Regions from separate parts of the Mus musculus genome. Here region 1 is linked to region 2. Evidence: chromatin contacts called from public Micro-C data. All regions are on one chromosome and are shown on one strand. The core of a region is the stretch at or near the end of the contact, and the rest is flanking DNA. Distances in the headings are between cores, read along the strand shown.

Region 1 (5,848 bases), core at 1,788-4,287, 340 kb before region 2:
TTTGTGTCAACTTGACACAGCTGGAGTTATCACAGAGAGAGGAGCTTCAGTTGAGGAAATGCCTCCATGAGATCCAACTGTAAGGCATTTTCTCAATTAGTGACCAAGGGGGAAAGGCCCCTTGTGGGTGGGACCATCTCTGGGCTGGTAGTCTTGGTTCCTTTAAGAGAGCAGGCTGAGCAAGCCAGGTGAGGCAAGCCAGTAGAGAACATCCCTCCATGGTCTCTGCATCAGCTCCTGCTTCCTGACCTGCTTGAGTTCCAGTCCTGACTTCCTTTGGTGATGAACAGCAGTATGGAAGTGTAAGCCAAATAAACCCTTTCCTCCCCAACTTGCTTCTTGGTCATGATGTTTGTGCAGGAATAGAAACCCTGACTAAGACACCAACTAACCAATCAGCCAAACCCACAAAACAACCAAATAACCAAGGAATCAATCAACAGAGTTACATAAAAACTCATTAAATTGTGCATAAATATTAAACAACAGAAAACCCCCAAAGCAGGCTCAAGAGGCAACCAGGAACTTTTTCTGGCAAAGATGTTATGGGTGAGGGTAGGGTGGTCCTTCCATGACTTTTTTCTTGCCTCTGGCTCAGGTGATCTGGCCAGTGTCCTCTGGTAGAGAGCAGAGGGTGAGAAGCCAGCAGGCATTCTGGCCCAGTACCTGGTGTGTGTGTGTGTGTGTGTGTGTGTGTGTGTGTGTGTACATGTGCATGCAGTGGTAAGCACAGTCCATATGCAACAGTTCCCAGCATGGGTGTCTAAGAAGGAAGAACACTAGGTTGAAGGGTCCCTGGATGAGAAGCCCAGTAAGGTGGCAGAGCTGTCCCTGGGATAACGCTTTGAAGAACAGGCCAGTTTGGGACTTCACATCCCGTCCTGGATTCTCGTATGTTGGATTTCTAACCCTTGAAGTGGGCATATTGGGATGTGGGGTCCTGATACAACTTCTTTTCACAGAAATGATGCCAGGGGCACATACAGAGGCCCTGCCATGGACGGCATAGCGAGTGGACACAAACCATGAACCATGAGGCCTCCAGGAAACAAGCCCTACCTGCACCCTGCTTTTGGATGCCCACCTCCTGCTCTGTCATCAAAGCCACTCCCCAGTCTTCACTCTTCTCCTTACAGCTCTCACCAGCAGGTCCCTGACAAAAGACCCAGTGGTTCTCACTGCTAGAGTGCGGTCTTTGGGCTTGTGAGGAGCACAGCATCTCATCCCTGCTTTGCTTGCCAGAACCTACACTTCATTACGTCACTAGTCTCTTGATCCTGCTTCCCAGGCATGTCTCTGAGGTCCCTCATAAGGCCACCTGGGCCTCCCAACTGCTTGGAGCTTGTGGGGGACCTAAGGCAAACGAGTTCACAAATGACGTGTCTAGACAAGAAAAGAAGAAAAGATGTGCTACCAGTATGTGTTAGAAATCAAATCCGTTTTATTGAAACCATAGCAACAACCAGTGTGGCCCTGTTCATGCGAAGCACAAAAACTTACAATAAACTTTTGTACATAGGAAGTTGTAAAATATATCATTTTTCATAGAAAAAAAAAGCACACAGTAAACTGCGGGCTGAGAAAGCCTACAGATCATGGAGAATCGGCACACCCCTCTGAACAGACCGGGCACAGCTTGGAAGCAAATGGAAACTCTCACCCAACGCAGGACCAGGCCGGAGCTGGGGGGGTTGGGGGGATGTGCAGCTGGTGTGGGCGTGGTCACTTTAAGGAAGAGCTGATGGATGGACACACAGGGTCAGAAGGGCTCTGATGTAAGGTCTTGTCATTTGTGGTTTTGTTTCCTCCAGTTTCAAACTATTGATGAAGGTGATCGATCGAGGCTGCTAGGCCAGGCTCTGTGCCTGATGGAAGGGCAGCCAGGGAACTCAGAGAACCTCAGTACAGACTCACACAGCAAGTTCCCTGAAGATGGGATTGGCTGCTCATTCTAGAAACCCAGAAGGGGTATGGTTTTCCTTACCACGTCAGCCTTGCCCTGCTGGCTTGGTGAAGGGTCCTACGGCAGCACTCCTTGTATCGGGAAGTTTCCCAGATGTTTGGTAGCAACCAGAGGTCCCCTTCCACAGACTGCGCAGATGTCTGCTCCAACATCTGGAGTGGAAGAGTTTATGCCCTCAAAGACACCACACCCACACCCATGAGGCAGAAACAGCCTAGTGAAAGGCTGACTAGAGCTGGTTCAAGGCTGTGTGCTTTTTATAATCTCCCCAGAAGGGGTGGATTGGGGAAAAGCTATCTTAGCACTCAGGAGGCCAGCCTGGGCTACATAATGAGGTCAAGGCCAGCCTGGACTACCATAGTGAAACTGTCTCAAACAAATAAACATTTAACCCAACTAGGGGGAGAGATTTGTTCAGACTCCCTTAGGGTTTTTTTCTTTTCTTTTTTTTTTTTAAAGAACCATTTGTACTTTGCTCCTGTGAATGTGTGTGGTGCCTGTGGAGACCAGAGATCTCTTGAACGGCCTGTGAATAGTGAGAACTGAGCGCAGGTCCTCCGGTAGAGCAACAAGATCTGTTAACCACCAAGCCACCTCCCCAGCCTTTTGATTGGGGGGATGGTGTTCTGTTTTATTTTTTAACCCCCTTCCCTTTTTTTTTTTTTTTTTTTTTGGTCTAAGAAATATTTGGCTGGAGCACGCAACCCTGTTTGTGTTTGGCTAGCACTCACCGGCAATCTGCCCCATGCTCAGGACTGGGGTGGGATTCCACCTTCTCTAGAGTAAAGCTGTTTACAGAAGCATGCTTCATTTTACAGTGGGTTTGGACCAGGCTCCTAAGTGATGGGAGCCAGGGCTCACCACACTCTTGGAGCCTGGGGATGCTGGCAGGCACTGAGGGGTTCTTCCTGTGTGTCCCGGGCCCCTCTTTCTGGTGGCTGGTGTGTCATGGGTGGTTTTACAACCACAGGCCACTCCATTAACCCCCATGAGGAATGTGCCAGGAATCTACTCCTCCCACAGCTTAAAAACTAGGTCACCCAAACCAGGGGGAAGTGACGTTCAATTGTCACTCTTGACGGCGGCTGGGAGGCAGCCCTTATTCTAAGAAGTGAGAAGACATCTGAGACCTGGAGCCTCTTGCAAAGCCAAACCCCAGAGGAGGACACCTAGATCTGCTGAGGGTGGGGCAGATGCCACAGGGTCAGGGAATGGTAGGGAAGGCTCCTGATGTATTGGTCCTCCATGAGACCAAAGGTCATGTGAGAAAAGGCCACACAGACAAGGACAAAGACAAGATAAATCTCTGGAGTGCTACCAACTTTAAATAGACCAGCTCTGCTGGACTTATAAGCACGTGACTGCCAAAAAGGTTGGGGAATGTGAGCACGGATAGACACCACCAGGGCAGAGCCCAGGTCTTGCTCGGGGCTTCTCCCTGCAGCCCATCTGTCTGACCAGCAAACACAGACCCCATTTCTCTGTCGGTAGGACGGACTGTAACCTTATAGCTGTCGACTCTTGTCACCCAGACAAGAGCCCCATTCATGACATATCTCAAACCTGTATCCTCAGGGTTCGAAAGCCTTCCCCCTCCACCACCAAAGAAAACATGGCAAGGAGTGTCTCAGTGAGCAGCTCCTGAGAGGAGGTGAGCCACCAGATGGGGACCGCCACCTGGCCAGCCTGGGCACTGGTTGTCCAGCCAAGAGACTCCACGGCACGCTGCTCATGAGGGGGAAGGTGCTCGGTCACCCTCACCAAAGGCCATGGAGGCCCAGGACGTTCAATGACACCAAAAGGAAGATTCCTGACTCTCTGTCACCCCCCACCCCCAAAGGACAAAGTACAGATAAAAAGCAGGACCCCGAATCCCAGTAGATGACACCCCCTTCTCCCCAGGTCGCCAAATTCACTGCCTGACGGCGAAGATCCGGAAGGCGTTTCCGTTCTGAGGAGTGTTCAGGCTGCAAGAGAAGAGGGAGAAGGAAGTTAGAAGAGAAAGCTGTGGGCAAAGGAATGGCCGATAGGGCCAATGTGGTAAGGTCAGAGCCCACAGAAGTCACACCCAGCTGGACGAGCCCACATGTGCCGACAGGAAGCTGTGGTGTGAGCCCAGGCTGAGGTTGCGGAGCGACTCTCTGGGTTTTACTGACACCTGTCTCAGACATCTGGTTGACAGATGATTTAAGGGGTGGCTTGAAGGGAACACACACCCGAATGCTACCCAAATATGCCATCATGGGTCTGCTATCCTTTCCAGGCAGGGCTATTGTTACTGTCGGTACATACAGGGGAGGAATCAAGAGAGGCACACGGTTAATCAAAACCACATTCTTCCGATGGGAGACAAGTCCTTCAGGCCCTTGGTTGGTTTTTGAGATGGGCCTTATGCAGCCTAGGTTTATCTCCAACTCGTTATATAGATGAGATGACCCTGAACTCCTAATCCTGATGCCTTCCCCTCCCAAGTGCCACCACCCCCAGTTTATGCCATGCTGGGAATTGAACCCCAGGCTTCATGCATGCCCGGCCAGCTAGGCAAGCACTGTGCCACTGAACTACGTTCCTAGCTCTCAACCAGATGTTGAAAACACCGTTACAGAACTATACTGCCCTGTGAAACTCAGCCATGTCCTCTGGCCTCTACACCAGCACCTAGGTATACACACCCACGAAATGAGGAAGCATTAAAAGGGGTCCTTCCGGCTCCCCCCCTTCTGTGCTGGCACCTCTGCCTCTGTGAATTTGTCTGTTCTGGAAGACATGTGCTTTCCACCATCAGAGGTGTAAGCTTGGGAGGTGGATTGCTATCAACCTACATTCACCTTTTAAAGGCTTCTCAAGTGGCCACATTGTGTCTGTGCCTACCCACAATGCATTGAGCATTTCAGATGCTCTGCAGCCCCACTGACAGCTGTTGTCTTATGGCCGCTGTGCAGATACTCTGGGTACCCTGGCCTGAATCTGCATCTCCATTGCTTTGGTGTGCTGAGTGACTCTCCCTGGTCCAGAAGCTGTCCCTGGAGCATGGCTGGGCAGATGGATTTCCTGGTGTGGGCAGTTCTTTTTAACGTGGTAGTAGGGATGGAACCTAAGACCCTGTGCATGCCAGGCAAGCACTCTGCCACCGAGATACAGCCCAGTCTCATCTCCAAAGTCCCCAACTGGGTTACCGTAATGTTGAGTTGTAAGAGTTCACACACAGGCCACGTTCCCATTTGCAGGCACACACATGCTCACACACACACACACACACACACACACACACACACACACGAGCTATGAAATCCTTTAGTACATACACAATTTGGAAAACTGTTCTCCCATTCTGTAGCTAGACTTCCGGCCTCTCTTCCTCCCTTCCAAACCTGAACCCTACCTCTCTTTATTACTCTCCTTCCTTCCTTTGAGAGGAAGTTTATCTTCTCACAGGTCTAGGGCCTGGTCACAGAGGTCTCCTGTAAGGCCACTCTCTTGTCTACAGACAGCCAGGATTTTGTTGTTACAGAAAATAACAGCTGTAGCCCTGGCTGGCCCGGAACTCTTTCTGTAGACCAGGAGAGCCTACAACTCAGAGATCTGCCTGCCTCTGCCCCCAGAGTGCTGAGATCAAAGGCGAGCAACAACGCCCAGCTCCTAGCCAGGCCTCTTGCTGGTGGCCACACAACCTGCTCTCCGAGCTTACTTACTTGGTTCTACTTTTCTGTCGTCTCTTAAAACTTATTTTTATTTCATGTGTGTTCCCAAGTGTTTGCATGCACACTATGTGTACGCATGCCCAGGAGGACAGAAGAGGGATTCGGAACCCCCAGAGCTAAGTTACAGGCACTTGTGACACCCGGTCTTCTGCAAGAGTGCTGAAGGCCCTTAACCACGGAGCCA
Region 2 (6,395 bases), core at 724-3,223:
GGATCAGCTATACAAGGTGGGTTTCCTTAAGACCTGCTGTGACCTGCACAGCAGGAAGTAACAAGGCCTGAGCTGGGTCCAGGATGACAGGGAAGGCAACTCCAGGAAGCACCAAGCCTGTGTTCCTGGAAGCAGAGTCCCACCCTGGTTTCAGCTTCAGGCTCTACCGGCTGGTCGTGAGGCCACCTCTTCTGGAGACCAATAGATAAAGGTGGCTTTCCTCCAGCCCTGGGAAAAACTTGCCTGCCTCTTCCATTCAATGCCTAGGGCCTCCCTGTGGGCAGCATCAGACCCCTAACTTCAGTGAGGTTCCATCTCTGATCCCTGGTCTTGGGAGCCTTTGGTCCCAGGTCCCTGGCTGGAGCAGTGTTGAGGGCTGGGATTCATCTGGCCAGGAAGAGACAGGAAGAGTGACTGGCTTACTCACTCACTCACTCACACACAGTCCGTGTCCACGGGGCCAGTTGCATAAAACAGTTCGAAAAGAGGCTGAGGAGCCTAAGAGAAAAATATCCAGCACAGAGAAGTAAAACTTACATGTTAGAGGATCAGCCTTCAAATCCCCAGGCAAGTTGTCTAACTATAGACAAGCTCTTGAAATTTCGGGACCTCTGGGACCCCCTCTAAGAGATCAAAATGGGAAAGGAACCTAGCTAGGTATAGACACCATCCAAGGTGAATATGCCTGCCTAGCAATGGTGCAGGATTTGGGGGAGGAGAACATTGGGGGAGCTGAGGGGCAGGGGAATTGAGATGTCTCACTGAAGGTAGACAGAGACATGTAATAACACCTACCTATAATTAAAGACTAACAACGGGGACTGAGTCTTATAAGCATAAGGATCCGAGTTAAATTTCCATAAACCTCGCTAAATTAAACAAAACAAAACACCAAGCAGTCCTGGGAAGGAGGCAGGTTCGAGGCAGAGACAGATGAATCCCTCTCTGGCCAGCCAGCCTAGAAGCCTTGGCAATTTTCAGGCCAGTGGGAGACAAAATATGATGTCCTGAGGGACAAACACAACTCAGGTTCTGGCCTGACCTCCATGCAGGTGTGTGTGGGGACATACACATGAACAGCCCTCAGGTGGCGCCCTCAATGCTCCACCCCCTACTTAATACTTAATCGCGACTTAATGATCTAAATATTTAATCTTCTATTTAATCACGCTTCCCCAGGAGGCGCCTCAGATGTGCACCATTTACCCCACTGCACAGAGGGTAGGTTCAGGTGTGGGGATGTGAAGGCATTACACAAGCTCTCACAGGGCTGGGTGGAGCAATGCAGTCTACAGGAAAGCAGCCTGGGCCAGAGACTCTTGCAACATATCCCACAGTCTTCATAGCGAAGAACCAGAACGCCCTTGCACACCATAGCCCGGCTGTCACACAGCGACACGGACGCTAACAGTGCCCCAGGAGGAAAATGGGGCCAAAGTGTGTGGTGGGAATGAAGCTGTGGAATTGTGGCCATTGAGATTTTCTGTGGGTTCATGAGGAGAAAAAATAGGACAGGTATAGAAAGGGGGGGAAATGGGAAGACAAAGCAGGAAGGGTCACGTCCAGTCCCAGGTACTCCAGAGACCACACTTAAGAACAAGAGGCTCAGGCAGAATGTAATGAGAAGAGAAGGCAGGGTGCACGGGACATTTCACTGCCTCCATGCTTGGGGGAGGGGTTGGGAAGGAGCAGCTGTGAGGGAAGTCTGCAGAAACCAGAGAGAGAGAGAGAGAGAGAGAGAGAGAGAGAGAGAGAGAGAGAGAGAGAATGTGTGTGTGTGTGTGTGTGTGTGTGTGTGAGTCAGAGACACCTGCCCTCAGGGCTTCCTGGAGCACAGCCACCTCCCAGATCACAGAGGAGGAAGAGAGAGACTTCATTTCCCCTGGGATCCGCCACCATGACCATGCATTTGGCTCCATGGCCTGTGTGTGGGGTGTGTGACTCAGGAGCGGCTGGCCAAGTGCAAGTCTCCGGTTCCTCGAGCCCCACCCCCTCCTCCAGAAAGCATCCATAGCACAGCAGAAGCACAGGCTTTGTCTGTCTGTCCTGCTCCACCCTCCCTCATCGGGCCTACCTCCAGATACTCTATAGTAGGGCAGGCGCTCTGCTCACTTACTCCAGAGAGGGAGCGGTAGGAAGAGGATGTCTAACCAATGAGAAGCTGCTAATCTGTCAAGTGGGTCTCACGGTCCAGGGAGCACCTGAGCTGGGTCTCGGGGCGCACCAGAGCAACCGAGGCCAGCTGAGGCCTGGAGTGTCAGAGTCACCCTCCCGTGTCAGTGTCTGAGGTGTGAAGCAGGCCCAAGCCTCTGCACTTCTCACACGCTCCCTGGGGCTGCTAGTCAGTACAACTTCCTGGTCATTCCAAAATCGCTCTCCACAGGTGCTGAGGGGTGGCCTGCGGACGTGCAAGGACCATGAAGACTCCGCTAACGCGGCCTAAAAGCTATGAGGAGCCTGTGGACAGGGCAAAGGAAGAACCCAGAAGCCTGGCAATGAATCCGACTCTTACTGATTCTTATGACCAAGTGTCTCCTTACACAGCAGAACCCAGGGAGATACCAAATGAGTCACCTCAGCCTCCCTCATACACCAGGAAGGGATGGGTCTGCCAGGCACTGCAACTGGAACTCTGGGCCAGGGGGTGGTCTCAGGTCAGACCCCCACCCCCCAATACCCACAAGACTCCCCAACACACACACATTTGACCTGCCTAGAAGCAAAGACTTATCAGCCCTGGGAATACATGAGTGGTCTTGTGGGTGACACACAAACTAACCAGGCCTCATACACGTGGCTGTTCAGAGAGATCATGGATGCAATGATGACCTTGGTTCTGGAAGTTTCCAGAGTCACAAGTCGTGGGCATGTCTCCCCTGTCTACACTTGATCATGCTTTGCTTTTCTCTTCCCTCCAGTAGGTCAACAGAAAGTTCTGGAAGATGCCTTGCAGTAGAGCAGTTTCTGCCTAGATGTGGGGACAGTTGGGGGCGTGGCCTAACTTCAAGTACTGTACATCCTCCATGGGTTTCCCTCGGTGGCTGCAGCTCCTGGGGGGACAAGGACTCCTCAGGAGATGTTTCCGTAAGGAACTTACGGCCTCTCCTCCCATGACCACCACCACTCCAGCCTCAGGATATGGCTTCTCTGCAGTCAGGACTTTAAGAGAAGGCACTGGGGTGAAGCAAGGTCACTGAGGGTGGTCCGTCAGTTGGAGTTCTTAGTAGCTCAGGACACAAGATGCCCTCAGAGAATGACCAGGATGGGACAAGAGAGATGGTGTTCTCCAGCTCAGGAGGAGCCAGGAGCTGGTTCCTCCATCCCAGGCTCCCAGTAAGACACACAGAACTTCCTCCAAGGATGGGCTGGCTCATCTGGGGCCTCTGTACCCATCAGCGACACTGTTGAACCTCCACCCCCAGCTAGGTCCTGTAGACAGGACATCGGCAGGAAGCTGAGAAAGACCCCAGCCCTCTAGCCCTGGAAGCCATAGTGACCGCAGGCCCCACTGAATGGTACTGAGCTCCCTGCCTGCTGTCATTCTCAAAGTTCCACAGGTCCAAAGCCCTCTAAGGAGATGGGTGGGATGGCTCAGCGAGGAAAGAAAGATCCTTGGTGTCAAACCAAGGTCCTGTGACCCATATGGTCGGAGGAGAGACCTGATTCTCGTAAGTTGTCCTCTGACCTCCGCATGCACGAAATAATTTTTTAACGCGTAGTTTAAACCACTACAGAAACTGCTCAGAATAGCCTGAGGCAGCACAGACACAATCGTTCGTCAGTGTTAATCTTCCCCTTCCTCTCTGCACAGTGACTGTGCTTCAGTGTTAAACTTCCCCTTCCCCTCCGGACAGACCAGGACTGTGCTTCACTGTTAATCTTCCCCTTCCCCTCTGGACAGACAATGACTGTGCTTCAGTGTTAATCTTCCCCTTCCTTTTCAATGAGAACCCAAGACATGTCCACTTTGAGGCTTCCTGGGTGTAAGCCATCCCATCCCACCTAAGGAAGAAGTTCAAGGGAACAAAAATAGATGCTCAGTGTGGGGCTGGATGGCTCAGCTCATCCAGGGTTCCACTTCCCATCACCCACTATTCCAGTAGCTTTGACCTTCCTCTCTCTGGAGTCTCTGCACATGTCTAGTAATTATCCATAAAGTGCAATCCTAAGGAAGAGTCAAACCCAAGACAAGGCTATTGAGATAGCTCAGTGGGTAAAGGAGCCTTGTCACTAACCTGCATGGTGAAACAAGAGAACCAACTCCCAGAGTTGTGCTCTGACCTTCCTATATGTGCTGTGGCACCCTCGTCCCCTGTCCACTAACCATGGCTTTTTAAGACCCCCAAGGCTGGTGAGATGGCTCACCAGTGGGCAAAGACATCTGCTTTGCAAGCTCGGAACCCATATAAAAAATGGAACCAACATCACAAAGTTGTCCTAGGACCCCCACATGTGTGCTGTGCCCAACGTGCACCTGATACACATATACGCAGTAACCAATAAAATAAATTTTGTAAAAGCCATGACAATGGGAGACAGAAACACTCTCTTCCTTTTTTTGCACAAGGATCTATTTTCCTTTCACACCCAATCCCAGGAACAAGACAGCCAGCTCTGCCCTCATACCAGCCCTAACCACTTTGAGCCGAGCCCCTTTCCTGAGCCCCTCACTCTATGGTACTGAACCAAAGCAACTCTGCCAGGAACTAGTGGGAGTGGGGATGCCCAAGAATGACAGCCTGTGTTGTCCCCCCCTCCCGCTTCCCACTGGCTCCTCATGTGACAGGCTGGGGTCTGTCCTGATAGAGCTGCTCAGACTCACAGCCACCTCTCCCAGCTCCTGCAAAGCCCTAGCTAGCTCTTCACTCAGCCAGGGTCCCTGGCTAAGGCCCAGTGTGTCCCAGTTAGGAGGTTTCCAGATGCACTTTCTGCCAGCTCTCATTTCAACTGGTCATCAGCAGGGCAGGAGGGGAGTTCCAACATTGAGGTTCTTCCTTTATAAGCCAGACTGCTTTGAGCATGAGACAGGTAAGTTCCTAGCCTGATGGGAGTAGCTGACTTATTAAGGAGTTATTAAGGATCTACCTATCCATTTGGTAGATAGCCTTGTGCTCACTCATACTTGGGAAACCCAAATCCCAGCTCTAGTCCCATCCCCGGCCATGCATAGACACACACCAAACACTTCAGCTGTGTCGATCCTGGCTTCAGCGATTACTCTAGGTTTCTTTACCTTTCAGGACAAGGTTTGTGGCGTTAGGACTAAACAGACACCATGGTGTCATGGTCATACATTCTCCAGGACCTTCAGGCTGCCTGAGAATTTACTAAATTAAGTCTCTTAGCACAGACCTGGTAGCACTAGTGACAAGATTCTCAACACACAAGAGAATGTAGACACCACAGATCTCAGCTGTGTAAGCTACAGAGGTTAGAGGGGCAGAAAGAGGCAGCCAGCCACAGGCAGGTGCCTGACATGAATCCTGTCTTTGTTCACAGCTCCTTGCCTGCCACCACCAGGGAGCCCCGGAGCGAGTTATTATATACAACAGAACTAAGTGAAGCAACATCATCCTGTAATCCAGATGTTCCTTATCTGCAAGTGGCCAAGCCAGTTCTGTAGCGATTGGTCACAGTCAGCTTGCCGCCAGGTGTCACAGGCCTGAGACTGATCACTTTAAACTAGCAAGCTCCTAGATAGTGACATCCCATTCGACACACACGTGTGAACATGGCCATTCTTGGTGTGAGCAAGCTCACAACTCCAAACTCTGAGCCCAGGGGGAAAAAATAGCATCAAAGGAAACATTACAAAACTAGGGACTCCCGAGCAGGCTGTGTGTGTCCATGTGTGTATGTGTGTGTGCATGTGTATATATGCATGTGTGCATATGCATGTGTGCATGTGTATATGTGTTTGCATGTATGTATCCATGTGTGTGCATGTGTGCATATGTGTATATTTCTGTGTGTACATGAACATGTTTGTATGTGTGTACATGTGCGTCCATGTGTATCTGTGTGTGCATGTGTGTATGTGTGTGTGCATATGTGTATCTCTGTATGTATGTGTATCTCTGTGTATATGTGTATCTCTGTGTGTATAAGTATATGTGTGTGTCCATGTGTATCTGTGTGTATGCATGTGCATGCATGTGTAGCATTTTTTATATGAATCATGTCAGGTCTGCTCATTTTTGGCAGGATCTCATGTAGCCCAGGCTTTCCCTGAACTATTTATCTACGGAGTCAGGGGGTGACTGAAGGTAGATCCTCCTGTCTCCACTTCTAGAATGCTGGGATGACAGATGTGCACATCTGGCTGGAAGTCTTTCCACTACTGTGGGAGGGCAGCCTAAGGGAGCCCCTAATTGCCGCCCTGCTCTCTAGTGTCC

The links. A called contact is a pair of places that touch in the nucleus more often than the background predicts.
Region 1: a Micro-C map of muscle stem cells shows a contact between it and region 2, with 2.5 times the contacts expected there. The contact joins two enhancer-like sites. A contact is called at or near these places in 1 of 39 promoter capture datasets (cranial neural crest) and 1 of 484 Hi-C or Micro-C datasets (muscle stem cells).

The regions. Positions count from the first base shown.
Region 1 is chr8:120,048,365-120,054,212 of GRCm38.p6, reverse strand. It overlaps Crispld2 (cysteine-rich secretory protein LCCL domain containing 2), which reads right to left. Exons shown (of 15, transcript NM_001310635.1): 15 at 1,419-3,930. The coding sequence ends at 3,876. Among named protein-coding and RNA genes, the nearest start is that of Zdhhc7, 50 kb to the left of the region's middle. Within about 2 kb of position 3,037, at least 93 of the 459 cell types and tissues checked have an H3K27ac peak or open chromatin away from gene starts, as enhancers often do. A contact at or near this core is called in muscle stem cells, where this site is marked.
Region 2 is chr8:119,704,784-119,711,178 of GRCm38.p6, reverse strand. All of the region lies in intron 1 of Atp2c2 (ATPase, Ca++ transporting, type 2C, member 2), which reads right to left. Among named protein-coding and RNA genes, the nearest start is that of Atp2c2, 8.0 kb to the right of the region's middle. Within about 2 kb of position 1,973, at least 117 of the 459 cell types and tissues checked have an H3K27ac peak or open chromatin away from gene starts, as enhancers often do. A contact at or near this core is called in muscle stem cells, where this site is marked.